Linked DNA regions of Pogona vitticeps: region 2 is linked to region 1. A link is a contact called in public Hi-C data. All regions are on one chromosome and are shown on one strand. The core of a region is the stretch at or near the end of the contact, and the rest is flanking DNA. Distances in the headings are between cores, read along the strand shown. Region 1 holds the start of LOC110086634 (ras-related protein Rab-6A). Region 2 holds the start of LOC110086643 (DNA excision repair protein ERCC-6-like).

What was found. Hi-C and Micro-C count contacts between places; a contact is called where the count stands out from the background.
Region 2: a Hi-C map of muscle shows a contact between it and region 1, with 6 times the contacts expected there. The contact joins the promoter of LOC110086643 here to the promoter of LOC110086634 in region 1. A contact is called at or near these places in 2 of 2 Hi-C or Micro-C datasets (blood and muscle).

What each region holds. Positions count from the first base shown.
Region 1 is chr11:5,317,262-5,323,570 of PviZW2.1, forward strand. It overlaps LOC110086634 (ras-related protein Rab-6A), which reads left to right and starts at 3,563. Exons shown (of 7, transcript XM_072981093.2): 1 at 3,563-3,783. The coding sequence starts at 3,702.
Region 2 is chr11:5,700,163-5,706,471 of PviZW2.1, forward strand. LOC110086643 (DNA excision repair protein ERCC-6-like) reads left to right here and starts at 2,630. Exons shown (of 2, transcript XM_020807707.3): 1 at 2,630-2,788. The coding sequence starts at 2,745. CHMP1B (charged multivesicular body protein 1B) reads right to left here and starts at 1,558. Exons shown (of 8, transcript XM_072981529.2): 1 at 1,415-1,558. The coding sequence starts at 1,430.

The DNA of each region.
Region 1 (6,309 bases), core at 2,313-4,812:
TGTAAGAAGCATCATCCTCCATAGCGTTTGCTCAGGGGTGGCCGAAACTGTCGGAGTGATGTAAGAAAGAGTCAAAAACTCAGTGAGAAAAATAAGCTGGGTGAATGAAGGGGCATTTGGTCCCCAGAAAGGGGTCGGGGTATGAAGCAGCAGCATGATCTTACCAAGGCTCTCCTTCCAAAACAAGGATTGGCACCATGTGGGCCCTCCAGAGGTTACAGTTTTCATCAGTACTATTGAACGGAGTCAGTGGTGAGGAATGATGGAAGATATGACCTAACAGCCTCCGGAGGAGTGCAGGTTCCCCTTCCTTGTTTGAAATGAGGGCAGTAACAACTTGGAAGGCAAGAAGTTGAAAGGTGGAAGGCAACAGGAAAAGAGGAAGACTAAATAAAAGATGGATTGACTCAGTAAAGAAGCCACGGATTTCAGTTTGCAAGAGCTGAGCAGGGCAGTTGAGGACAGGGCCTTCTGGAGATTATTCATTCGTGGGGTTGCCATAACTAGGAGGCCACTTGACAGCAGACAAGGAAAAAATTGAACAGAATAAAATAGTAATTGTACATGGGATATTGTAACAAAGTCCAAGAGACGGCTAAGGAACCTGAGTTTCACAAGAACATATATTTTAACATATGATTATGGGTGCTATAAAATGTGTCTATACATTCTATAGTCTGCTGTATTCCTGCAGTTTCTCCTCCGAACATACAGCATGGTGGCTTACACAGATCTTGAACAGAAACTGGTAGCCATCGAATTCAGCTTCACTATGGATTGTTCTTGGCTCTTGCCACTAATATTATCAGTTGAAGAGACTGTGTTTGCCAGTTACAACCTTTTCTTAGATTCAGTGGTGAACGTTATCCTCTTAATAAACACTAGTATAACCATGTGTGTCCTTGACGATATTTCACATCCCACAACTCTCCATAACAAAACTGATAAACAAGGTGTCGGTAAACACTCAGCAAAGCCTAGCATATGGTGTTATATCAAGTACTAGGTTTATTTTTCAATAATAATAATAATATCATGGGAAGTAATGATGTTTACAATGTATGCCAAGATGTTCCATTCCGTCTAACAACCACAGTTCTAATCTTACTGAAATTGTAATCGGAAATGGCCTGGGCCTTGTTGCTTAGAAACAACAGATTCCAGTGTTGTATTCCTGCTCTGAACAGAGGCTCCATACGGTAGAGGATTGTGTTCAGTAGCTGCCGTGAAAACATTTTGTTGCGTTTTTTTTTGCTCTGGTTTTCAGACTGGAAGCATGTCTTTTCTACAATCCATGACAATGACCGGCTGTAGATAGTTAAAACTTAATATATGATGTGTTGACATTTGAAAGACAAAGTACTTTGAATATTTCATTTTTAAAAAATAAAGTTGCAAAGAACTAAACTTAGCGGTGGTGCTGTTGGTGGCTGACATTATTTTTTTGAGAGAAAAACAGTCTTCCTTTCATCCCAAATGATGGGTTTCGTGGTGGAGTTTATACTTTTTGAAGTCTTACTTTATGCTCATTTTGCTCTTTATATATTCTTTCCACGGAAAATCCTCCGTCTGCTCATCTCTGTTTGATTCCATTACTTCGGGTGAGCAATTGAAATCCAGCAGAGGGCATGAGTATTTTATTTTGTAATAGCCATGTAAGCCATAACTCTTCCACAATGACCAAACTAGGATAACACAAGGACATTCAACAAATAATACTGTATTTGTTTAGTATTTACTGTTGCAGAGTTTTGAAGTTTTGTAGTTAACTTTTCTCAGCTAGGGAATGGAAGTGCCAGGATTCACATATTATTAGTTCCCAGGTAATCAACCCGTTTTCTCATGAACTGGCACTTACAGTCTCAGTGACTCACTCTGAGACACTAATAATTTAAAGAACAAAACTGGTTCATTTTGCTTACAATTTGATTACATCAACAGTATATTAACTAACAACTTGATTGTTTTTAACTATTCTGCTACAGTATACTTATAACACACATTTTTACAAACCACTATCAATGGACATTAACAACTCTCTTGAGGAAAAAGAACTCTCAGCAGAGAGGCGGGGCTCCCTTTGAATTTCAAAGACAGGAGAGAATGATTGGTTAATGCTGACGGATTGACAGTCCCAGGAAAACAAACCTCGTATGTTGAGGTTGCAATAAATGCCAACACTTTCAGATGTTCAAAAGACTTCACATGCATTATCTAGTTGTAATCTCTAGACAATCCATATTACATATAGAAGATGGGATTTGGAATTACGATTAAAGACTGCCTTCATAGAAGACAAGGTGTACATAGTTGGTGCAGAAATAAAACCTTTCTGCCACATCTGGTTATTTAAGTGTAGGAAAGAGGAAGCAATGGAAAGAAACATGGGAAAAGATAAACGCAAGCCTCAGAAATCAGTTTATGAGATAAAAAAGCAACAGCACAAAACATATGAGGAAGAAATGAGATCCTAATAACTTCCAGCCCTGTTGTCCCCTAACGAAACGTGGTGGTTTGTGCAATCATTGTGTAAATCTCTCTTTACTTCTAACCTGTAGCACAAGTCAGATGAGATTAAGATTGCTTGTTTAAGGACATGTTAGGAGATCATTACTGAGAGTGGGTTCCAACCAAGATCTTCCCAGTTTATAATCTAGTCATTACACACCACATTTATATGAACAAATTTAGCAGCTTTTCCAAGAGGAAATAAATGCCGAAGTTTCTGAAACAGCTTTCAGTGAATGTTACTATGATCACGCTCGGAAAAGGTAAAAGTTACAGGATGAAACTCTGAGAGCCTGTATGTATGTATGTATGTATGTATGTATGTATGTATGTATGTATGTATGTATGTATGTATGTATGTATGTATGTATGTATGTATTTCATTTCATTTCTACCCCGCCCATCTAGTCAATTGACTACTCTGTAAGGAGTAGAATGAATGAAATGTTACTTAAGGACCCGGGAGACCTGAGTTCAATTCCCCTGAGTTGAAGCTGATGGGTGTTGTAGTCCTGGCCAGATAGGCTCTGCTCTCAGCTATTTATAAAAAACGAGGGTTCCTCCAGGTCAACTAGGCTGCCAGCCCTCTCCCCACACACCCCAGAAAAGGGCCATAGGCCATTTTAGGCATCCCTCCCTTCAGGATGGGAACTGTAGTCCAAACACCCAGCATATATACACATGCACTGTACATATATCAGTACATACACACAGATGCAAAGGGTAGGGTTCATAAAGGTCGGGGGGGGTGATGTGCGTGTTTACATATATCTATATACTATACAGAGAGAGAGAGGGGGGTCTTTTGTGTGTGTGTGTGTGTGTGTGTGTGTGTGTGAGACACAAAGGCTCCTCCCATCCTCTATCCACTCTATACTTTTCTATCTCTAGGGTGGTGGGGGGGAAAAAACCGTTCCCCGTGACGTCAGCGTCGTCGTCGTCTCCCGGCTGAACGCGATGAGCTCATCCGCTGGCCCTCGGCCCCGCCCCTTCCCTCGCGTCAGGACCGTCGGGGCGGAAGTGACGCACTCGGGCCGGTGAGGCGGCTGAGGGAACCGCTGGTGGTGGTGCTGCCCGCCGTCGCCGCCGCCCCTCCGTCTCCTCGTCCCCGTCTGGGCCCGGCCCTCTTGGGTGCCTGACGCCGCCGCCGCGGCCTCGCCTTTCCTTCCCTTTCCCTCCGAGGCCCTGCCGCCATGTCTGCCCCCGGAGGAACCGGCGGCGAGTTCGGGAACCCGCTGCGCAAGTTCAAGTTGGTCTTCCTGGGCGAGCAGAGCGGTGAGGCGGGGGCGGGGGCGGGGGCGGGCGGGACCGCGGCGTTCCCTCAGGGCAGGCCCTCCCCCCCGTTCCATCTCGTTCCCGTTAACGCGTTCCTTTGCCGTTACAGCTCCCCAAGCCTTGCTTTCGTTCGTCCTTCCTCAGAGCGGTTGGGGGGGAGGGCGTTTGGCGCTTCTTAAATATCTTAAATATCTCCTTGCTTTCAGCTTTCCGTCTCCTCAGGAGTTCAGCTGCCTGGGTAGACTCAAGGGTTTCCAGCTTTAAATACCCTTTAAAGGCGAGCTGCCTCGGGTCCCCCCTCTTGAAAGGAGGCAGGCCCGGCGAAAATCATTTTAAACAAGTCGAGCCCAAATAGATGAAGCAATCACTAAAACGTGCAGGGGTCCTCCCGCCTCTCAGGGACGAAATTAAAAACAGGAAAAAAAGAATATTTGTAAGGGGGTGGTTAGGAAGAGAAAGAAATAATATGTAGTTTTAGAAGAGGTATCTGTGTGGGTCTGCGCTGGCCATCTCAGGCCAAAAAAGCAAAGGAAAACAAAATAATAAACACCAAATAAATAAATAAATAACATTGAACTTGGAAAGACTTGCAACACAACTGCTGTGTTGTAATGGGAGCTTTTGTGCACAAGTCCACTTCCTGGGTGCATATATTATTATTGCATGGCATGCTTGGAAAGAGGTGGATTGGATCCAGCTAAATCTTGTGCTAAAATAAATTTCTCAGTCTTGAAAGGACCACTTTTTTGGGGGGGGTGTCTCTCCTTGAAACAGGCAGCCACCCCTACCTGGCTGGAAGCAGAAGCAACCATGAGAGTGATTTCTCCACCCCTTTGCAAGGAGAGGACTGCATTTAAATTTATCCACGTAGCCCTGCTCCTTGAAATTGCTGCTCTTTGGGTGGGGAAAGGAAATCAAGCTAAAATCCCATTGCTTAATGTAGTAACTGGCACTAGAGTAGGCTAATTGAGTCCATGGGCCTTTGGTGAGTCGTAAGTTCCATTGATTCAGGAGGGTCTGCTCTAGCTGCAGTTGACTATCCAAAGCAAGGCTTCAGCCTGTACTCCTGTTTCTAAATTGATTCAGTTCCTTTAGGTGAAATGAGGTGAGACTACCACTCTTTAGTATTTCCATTTGTCTACCCATTTAAGATGGGAGTGTGTGTTTCAAGGAATAAAGGAAATGGCAATTGTCTTATTCCACTCTTAATCGCGCCCCCCCCCCCCCCCGCATATAGTGTATATCATAATGTGACTAAAAAGTGCCAGGTTCCCAGGAAAAACAGTTTACTATCCCTTACAATCTTGCTTTTCTTCCTTAAGATGAGCAAAGTGTACTCAACGGTGTAGGAGTTGCAAAAACTAAATAGATGTATTCTCAAAGGCTTTCACGGCCGGGATCCAATGGTTGTTGTAGGTTTTTTGGGCTGTTTGGCCGGGTTCTGGAGCTTTTTCTTCCGAACCTTTTGCCAGTCTCTGGCTCATCAAAAATAGAAGTGTTGAGTACTCATTATAACACAATCTGTTAGGGATCTCCATGGAGAGGAAATCCTGGAGGCGGATGACTAGTTGCTTTCCTGCCTATGTTTTGGTCTACCTAGCAGGGCTGATTTTCCAGTCCTTGTTTCCTCTAATGGCTGGTTTCTTCAGGCTGCTCTTGTGGCATCAGAGATTTGACTCGTGTCAGCATCCGGAGCATGGGGCATCCTGGGGCAGTGTGGACATTGCAGGTCATTTGCCTGAGACTTTGCTTTCTTGGCACATGGAAGCAGGAAATGCTTGTGGTGTTGAGCCTGTCAGATGATGATCTCCTCACCTTTCGGCATCTCAACTGATCACACAAATTGATTCTCACTGGTAACAGAGGACATCTGCTAGGACACTTAATTGCCAAGTGTGTGAATAATAAAGCCAAGTTAAAATGATCTTTTACAGGGCAAGGCTGCGGCTGTTTTGCATAAATGTCTTTTCTGTGCTCTTGAGTTGCATTGTTGGCTACTGCTCAAAATATATGGTATTAAAACACAAGGAGACAGCTAAGCAGTCAGTCATGGAATATTCCAGAGAAGGAACAATATAGAAACAGCGGGCGGCTTGAAGCCATGTGGTTTTCTAACCTGCCAAGCTTTATTTCAGCACAAGCTACTTCTGCCCACTAGTTCTGTAATTACAATAATTCTCAAATGATTGTTGTGGCTGATCTCATTTTGGTAGAAGGAAAAAGAAGGAAACTTGAAGGGTAACTCAGGATAGATTTGACTTAAATCAAATTAGTAGTTTAAATCACTGTTCAAAAATACATTATTTAATCATGTAATTTTAAAAAAAACCCCAAATGTCCATTTTTTTACTGTCACCTTTCACATTCTGCTCGCTTGGATCGACTCTACTTCCAGCAATCCTCCATTCATTAGCATGCCCAGTGCATTTCCAGAGGGAAAGCAAGGACATTAACTTTATATATATATATATATTTTCCTTTTTATTCTCTTGTGGCAAGTTTAATCAGGTGCTCCTTTTGTAGCTC
Region 2 (6,309 bases), core at 1,380-3,879, 380 kb after region 1:
TTTTTTTTTTTAAATGAGAGACTGTCTCTGCAGTTTTGTATACTCCCTGCTAGATTTACATACGGTCTTTTAATGAGCTGCCCGGTCTCTTTTCTAGGGACAAAAATGAAGTAAAAATATTTGAAATAAATAAACGCAGAGCACCACAGGGAAAACGGAACCAGGAGGTATGATTTTTATCCCCAATTGTTACAAATGGTGGAAGACTGAAACAGAAGAGGGAAAAACAGCATCAACTTCTAGATGCCAAAGGCAAGAGATGCCATCACGATGCATCATTAGTTGCTACTTTATGAGCCATCATGTGAGAGGCATTAGACCAGGAAGTTGAACCAGAAGGGGAGAAAAGCCGGGCTAGTATCAATTCCACTGATTCAATGGATCTACTATAGTGCACTAAGCAACAGAATTTCACCCCCTGTTTTGGATTGACACATATTAAAAAAAGGAAAAAGAACAGCTTAAACCAGGAAGTTTGTATGGCGGCCACTAAGTCCTGTGCACAGGCACTGAAGTACAATGAAGTTTTGTACAGAAACGCCCTGGTTCTTGATTTGTGGGCTACAACTCTTTGTGATTTCCTGTTCTCTACACAAATACACCTCTGTGGGTATTGTGTTGCCGGCCTGTAGCAGACAGGCAGAGCGGGCTCCGTTCTCCTCAAGCTGTGTACCGACAAATAATTTAAAATCTTAAAAACGCTTTTAAGCTGCTTATATTATTTACTTAATTCAAAATACTATATCTATCTTTACCCGAGGCATCTGAAGTCATTAAAAGGCAAAACCAGAAACGACACATATCGCACGATAATAAAAGAGTCCAACAAATGACGCGTTCAAAATGGGGACCCACATCAGCACCCATGTTTGGGTCCCTGCCAAGATGGTGTGTATGTGTGTGTGTGGGTTTCAGGGCCTCCGGAGAGGTTTGGACTGGCCGGAGGGCTGGCTCAGCCCCCCCCCCGACCCCAGTGGGCCCAGCTGGTCAGCCCCTGTCCTTCCTCCTGGCCTCCCTCACAGGGTTGTTGTGCATACCGAACAGGGGAAGGAAGGCGAGACGCCCGCAGAAGGCAAAATCCCCTCAGGAAACCTCTAGTCGGGGACTCACCAACGAGGGGGGGTGTCCCATGGGGCTGCCCCCCTCCCACCAAGAGGGCGCCCCCTTCCCTGTCATTGGGTTTAAGGGACCTCATGCAATTGGGGGGGGAGGAAGTGGCACACTTCACACACACACACTCACACAGTCACACTAACACACTATCTCTCTCACACACACACTTACTGTGGGGGTGTCCTAAGAGCCCCCTTCCCTGACTGGAGGGATTTGGGAGGGCTTGTTGTGGAGTAGCCCCGCCCCCCGCCCCTGTCAATCAAGCTCGCCCCCTCCCCTCGGACGCCCCCCCCAAGGATACTCTCCATGGCGGACATGGCGGCGCTTGGGATCGAGCGCGGCTCCCTCTCCTCCGAATCCGGGGTGTTGTTGTCGCTTTTTTTCCCCTCTTACTTCCTGCTTCCGCCTCCTTCGCCGCCCAGCCCGCCCCCGGCATCCGGTCACGTGGCCCCATCGGGCCTGGAAAGAACGGCTGGAGGATCCGAGGGAGACGAGCTGGATGGCCGGGGAGGGGGTAGAAAGAGCCTTCTAGGGAGATACAAATGCGCCTGCGCCGCAACCCCGAACCAATGACAGCGCTGCTCTCTGCCCACGCCACGCACAAGGGGCCAATCGCTTCGCCCCGCCTCTCTTCTTTCTTCCCGGCCGCTCTCAGCCAATCGGGTGTCGTCTTGCAGAGGGCCGTTACGGCCGCTTAAAGGGGCCGTGCCTTTAAAATGAAAATACCGTAACGCCTGTGAAAAGGAGCAAAGGAACGACTCGAATTACTATATAATATTGGTGTGTTGGATCCATAAAAGGCGAGGGTGGATTGAAGGGGGGGCGGGGGCTGTGGCATTATAGGTTGAGGTCCTGGGGCGAAATTGGGGAACGAAAAGTAACTAGTAACTAATTAGTAAGAGTCAAAACAGAAGTAACGAGGGGCCCCAGCCAGGGACTTTACTCTCCGGTAAAAGGTTGTAGCATTGCAAATCCACAATTTCCGCACCCGGCTTCATTCAGCTGTGTGTGTGTTCCGTGCTGTCAAGTCGGGACCGACTGACAGCGACCCTGGCAAGGCTTTTCAAGGTAAGGGAGAGATGGCACGGGGGAGATTCGAACCCAGGCCTCCTGAGTCCTCGCCAGTCATCCCACCGGACATTTCGAGTCTCTGAACTAGAACGAATATGCTTTGGCTGGAGGTGAGAGTTGGGCAACGAGTCTGCCTTTCTGTGGAGCGCGAGGAGGAAATAGAAATGCACCCATCCATCCAGAAACTGACACCCTAATAATACTCAATTTGACGGTTTCAAGGTGCTACACAGGACTCTTCTTTCTATTTGGGAGGGGAGACGGAGAAGAAACCCGGAATCACGTCCTCCAAACCGTTGACTTGCTCCTCTACTTTTTTCGTCTCTACGGAGAGGCAGCCGAGTGTCAATGACTGGCATAAACATGAATGGGCGAGGCCCCGCTTTCTTGTGAATGACGACATCCACAAGGGGGGGGGGAAGCAAATTTGAGCCGCTGTGAATGGCTAATGGCCCTCCAGAAATTTACATACTGCTGCGTGATAGGCTTAGAGAGGCGGGGCGAAGTCCTGGCGCGCAGGTTTGAATCTACGCGAAGTGTTTCTTTCCCGTTGCTCAGTCATGGCCGAGTTTGCGGATCCTGCCCAGGCGGAGCAATACCGGAGGTAAATGAAGCACTTACTGCACCGGATTTGGGGCGGGTGGATCTGCATATATGTATATGAATTTAATGTTTACTCGAATATACAAATTTTAAATATTTAATGTTTATTTAAATATTTAATGTTTACTCGAATATATAAACATTAAATATTAAATAAACATTATATATGTTTATTTTGGACACTTTTCGCCTAATCCTTTTTACCACGAATGACTAATATTCAGCTCAGAGGCTGGAAAATTATTATTTTTTAACTATAATTCCCAGAACACGTGTGCATGGGGGGAAGTATTTTTTAAAAATCCTAAACCAATAAACAAAAATATCTTAACAACAACTTATTTTAAAACCAAAATACTTAGGTTTTGGGTTAAAACTTGTATCTGTATTTATATAATACCAGTCAATGTTTTTTATAATTTTGACTGACTGGTGTTTTGAAAGAATAATAAATATCTCTGTTTTGGCTATGCAGGTTAAATCGAAACCTAAAGTAAAGCCGTTATTCACTTTCTTTGGTTTTCTCAACCATTCAGAGTAGTATGTTTTTCAATGCCATGCCGTGAGCTTGCGCTGCTGTTGTCTCTCTGGTTAGGACTTTATGGGCTCTACTCGTGGATTTTTGGTTTAGAAAGGAAGGATGCAGCTGTGCTAAAGGGGGACATAAGGATAAGAGAGATTGAGGGGCTTGGAGTCACATAGTACACCTTGAGGCCAAATGGGGATTTGAACCCATGTCTCTCCAGCTCCAACTATAATCTGTTAGACTTACCTTGTGATTTTCAACCAGTGGGGCGTGATTTGCAGTTTGTCTCTGTCCTAATCTGGGCACATTCTGAGAAGTCAGGATTCTCTGGAAAAGACAACCATGCTGGGAAAGTTGGAAGGGAGCAGGGAAAGAGGAAGACCCAATACGAGATGGACTGATTCCCTAAAAGAAGCCACAGGCTTGAATTTGCAAGAGCTGAGCAAGGCTGTTGAGGACTGTACATTTTGGAGATTGCTCATTCATTCATGAGGCCGTCATGAGTCAGGGGTGACTTGATAACGCATAACAGCAACACCCGTCTTAAAATGGAATGTAAGATCCGTAAATCAGCGGTACCAGGATTAGGATATCTGGGATGATGTGTGTAACTTTAAAATGTATATTTAGCACTATAACATTTACTTGGAAAGCTGAGAACAATAATGACATGTTTTCCTAGTGCATAGCTTGTTGTATCACTCAGTCTTTGCTGGAATGTGGCATAATGATACCCAGTGTGGTGTAGATAGAGTGATAGACTATGACTCAGGAGGCCTGGGTTCGAATCCCTGCTCAGGCATGAAAACTCACTGAGTGAGCAGAACGGGTAAACCACTGCTTAAATATCTCCGATACCTTGGAAGCCCTTATCAGGATCGCTATAAGTTGGTTCATTTTGAAAAAGTTCAGAGATGGCTTGTCCTCAGTGGCAGTATCTCCGATAAAATTATTGGAAGAGGAATGTCTGAATGGCTTATAAGTTTGGAATGCTTGTCAAAGAGGATCAAGCCTAAGAAAGTTTTGAACCCCAGTTTTAACCACTGTATCAAATACTTCAGCTTTAGATAACAAACGGATGTTGGAACATTAAAAGGTTTTGTAAAACTAAGTAAAATAAATATGCAAAAATGAAATTACCGTATTTTTCGCACCATAAGACGCACTTTTCCCCCACAAAACAGGGGGGTGGAAAGTCTGCGCATCTTATGGAGCGAAGAAAACGGATTATATTTTCCTGTTTTCTTCTCCTAAAAAATTGGTGCGCCTTATGGAAAGGTGCGTCTTATGGAGCGAAAAATATGGTAAGCTATGGTAAAGGGAGTTAAGAACTTCCAGTTCACAAGCCTCCCACAACTCTAAATCACCGCACACAAATTAGTAGCATTTATTTATAAGGACACGTTCACTGTCCTATGCTCTAATGCTATGTTACACAAAAGGTTTAGAGTGCTGAGTTCTTTATTGCTGGTTGTCAAAGGAGGAAAGGAGGGGGAATCTACCTGTCACCCACAAGTCTTGGGCTTTGTCTTAAAATGGAGCACATGTTCCATAGGTGAGCAGTGCCTCCATTTGGATAAAGGATAAATTTGGCTAGACATTTTAAGCCACCGAGACTGTATTAAACTCGGTTCCAAGAGGGCACTTGGGGCCTTAATGAACCGGAGAGTCAACTAGCTACCTTATGAGTGCTGGCTAACCCAACAAGAAGATGGCCATGTTTTCTAACTCCCTTTTCCCAGAGCCTAGTGGTATAGTGGTTAAACTGCAGTACTGCAGTGAAGATTCTGCTCACCACCTGAGTTCGATCTCAGGCTCAGATAGCTGGACTTTTCTCTGGAAACTCTTTAAGACAGCAGCCACCTGAGGATAGAACTGCAGGTCAACCATACAGCCGTCAGCGGAAGCATAGAGACCGTCCCAACGGACGCATCAAGAGCAACAAAGCTCGATATTGATGGTGAGGTCCTCTAGCCAAAGCAGTGTGGGGGGCCCTTCTCCGACCCTTGGAGGTAGAGAAGAAACGCCAACCCTGTTCCCTGCTGTTCCCTCAACATCACAGCAGCCCCTCCCCAATACTGGGCAGGAACCCTTATAGATGGAGCAAGAGGAAGGAAGAAAAGAATGGGAGAGGCCACAGTGCTTGTTTGCCTGAGACCCACATCTGGCCAGGAAATGGACGAACAATGGCCGGTCATCATCATTGCTGTTCGGTCCTTCCTCAAAGAGGCTGTGGTCCTTCCCGCCCCCCATCTCCCCGCTGGAAGGGCTTCTGCAGGGCAAGGGGAGGCTGGGGGGGTAGGTATTCCAGCCACCAGATGCAACTGACCAGATGCAAAAGCCCCAATAAAGGTGGGGGCAGAGAAATGGTTAATGCAGGGGTTCTGTGCAGGCTGGCAAACGTCCTTGTCCGGCGATAGATCATCCCCCGAAGGGCCAAATGTGGAGTTTTCGAAACGACAAAAAAAGCTATACCTTTAGCAAGCTTTCAAGTTGTTTTCATCCTAGTGGGCTTTGCTGGAGCTTATGCGGCAGCTGCTCGAGTCTTCTGAGTCATCGAGGCCCTTATTTCTACCCTGGCCCTGGATTTAATGCCAAGGCACTGTGGTTTAAAACACCTAGCAAAATTTATGGATTTCCATCCCCTCCCCAACTTTCCTTTTTTTTAAAAAAAATGTCTCATGAGATTTCTGGTGAACATGAAAAGTCATGTATTTTGGGAATTTGTAATTGAGCCTGATAAAAGTATTGCCCACCTGTAGGTTTTGAAGTGTGTCTTATTCCTGTGCAGCAATTAAATCCACTTTCATTTGAGATCTTAAAGTAGATTAGATGAAACATTAGGTAGATTAGCAGCATAAACCTTTGCAGATCTACTCAGAAACAGGTCCTGTTTCACTCAATGTAGCCTTGCAGCTTTCATCAATGAATAATCATCATGTGCTCTCATGTCAATCCTGGCTTATAGGGACCCATTTCCAGGGATTTCCAGACAA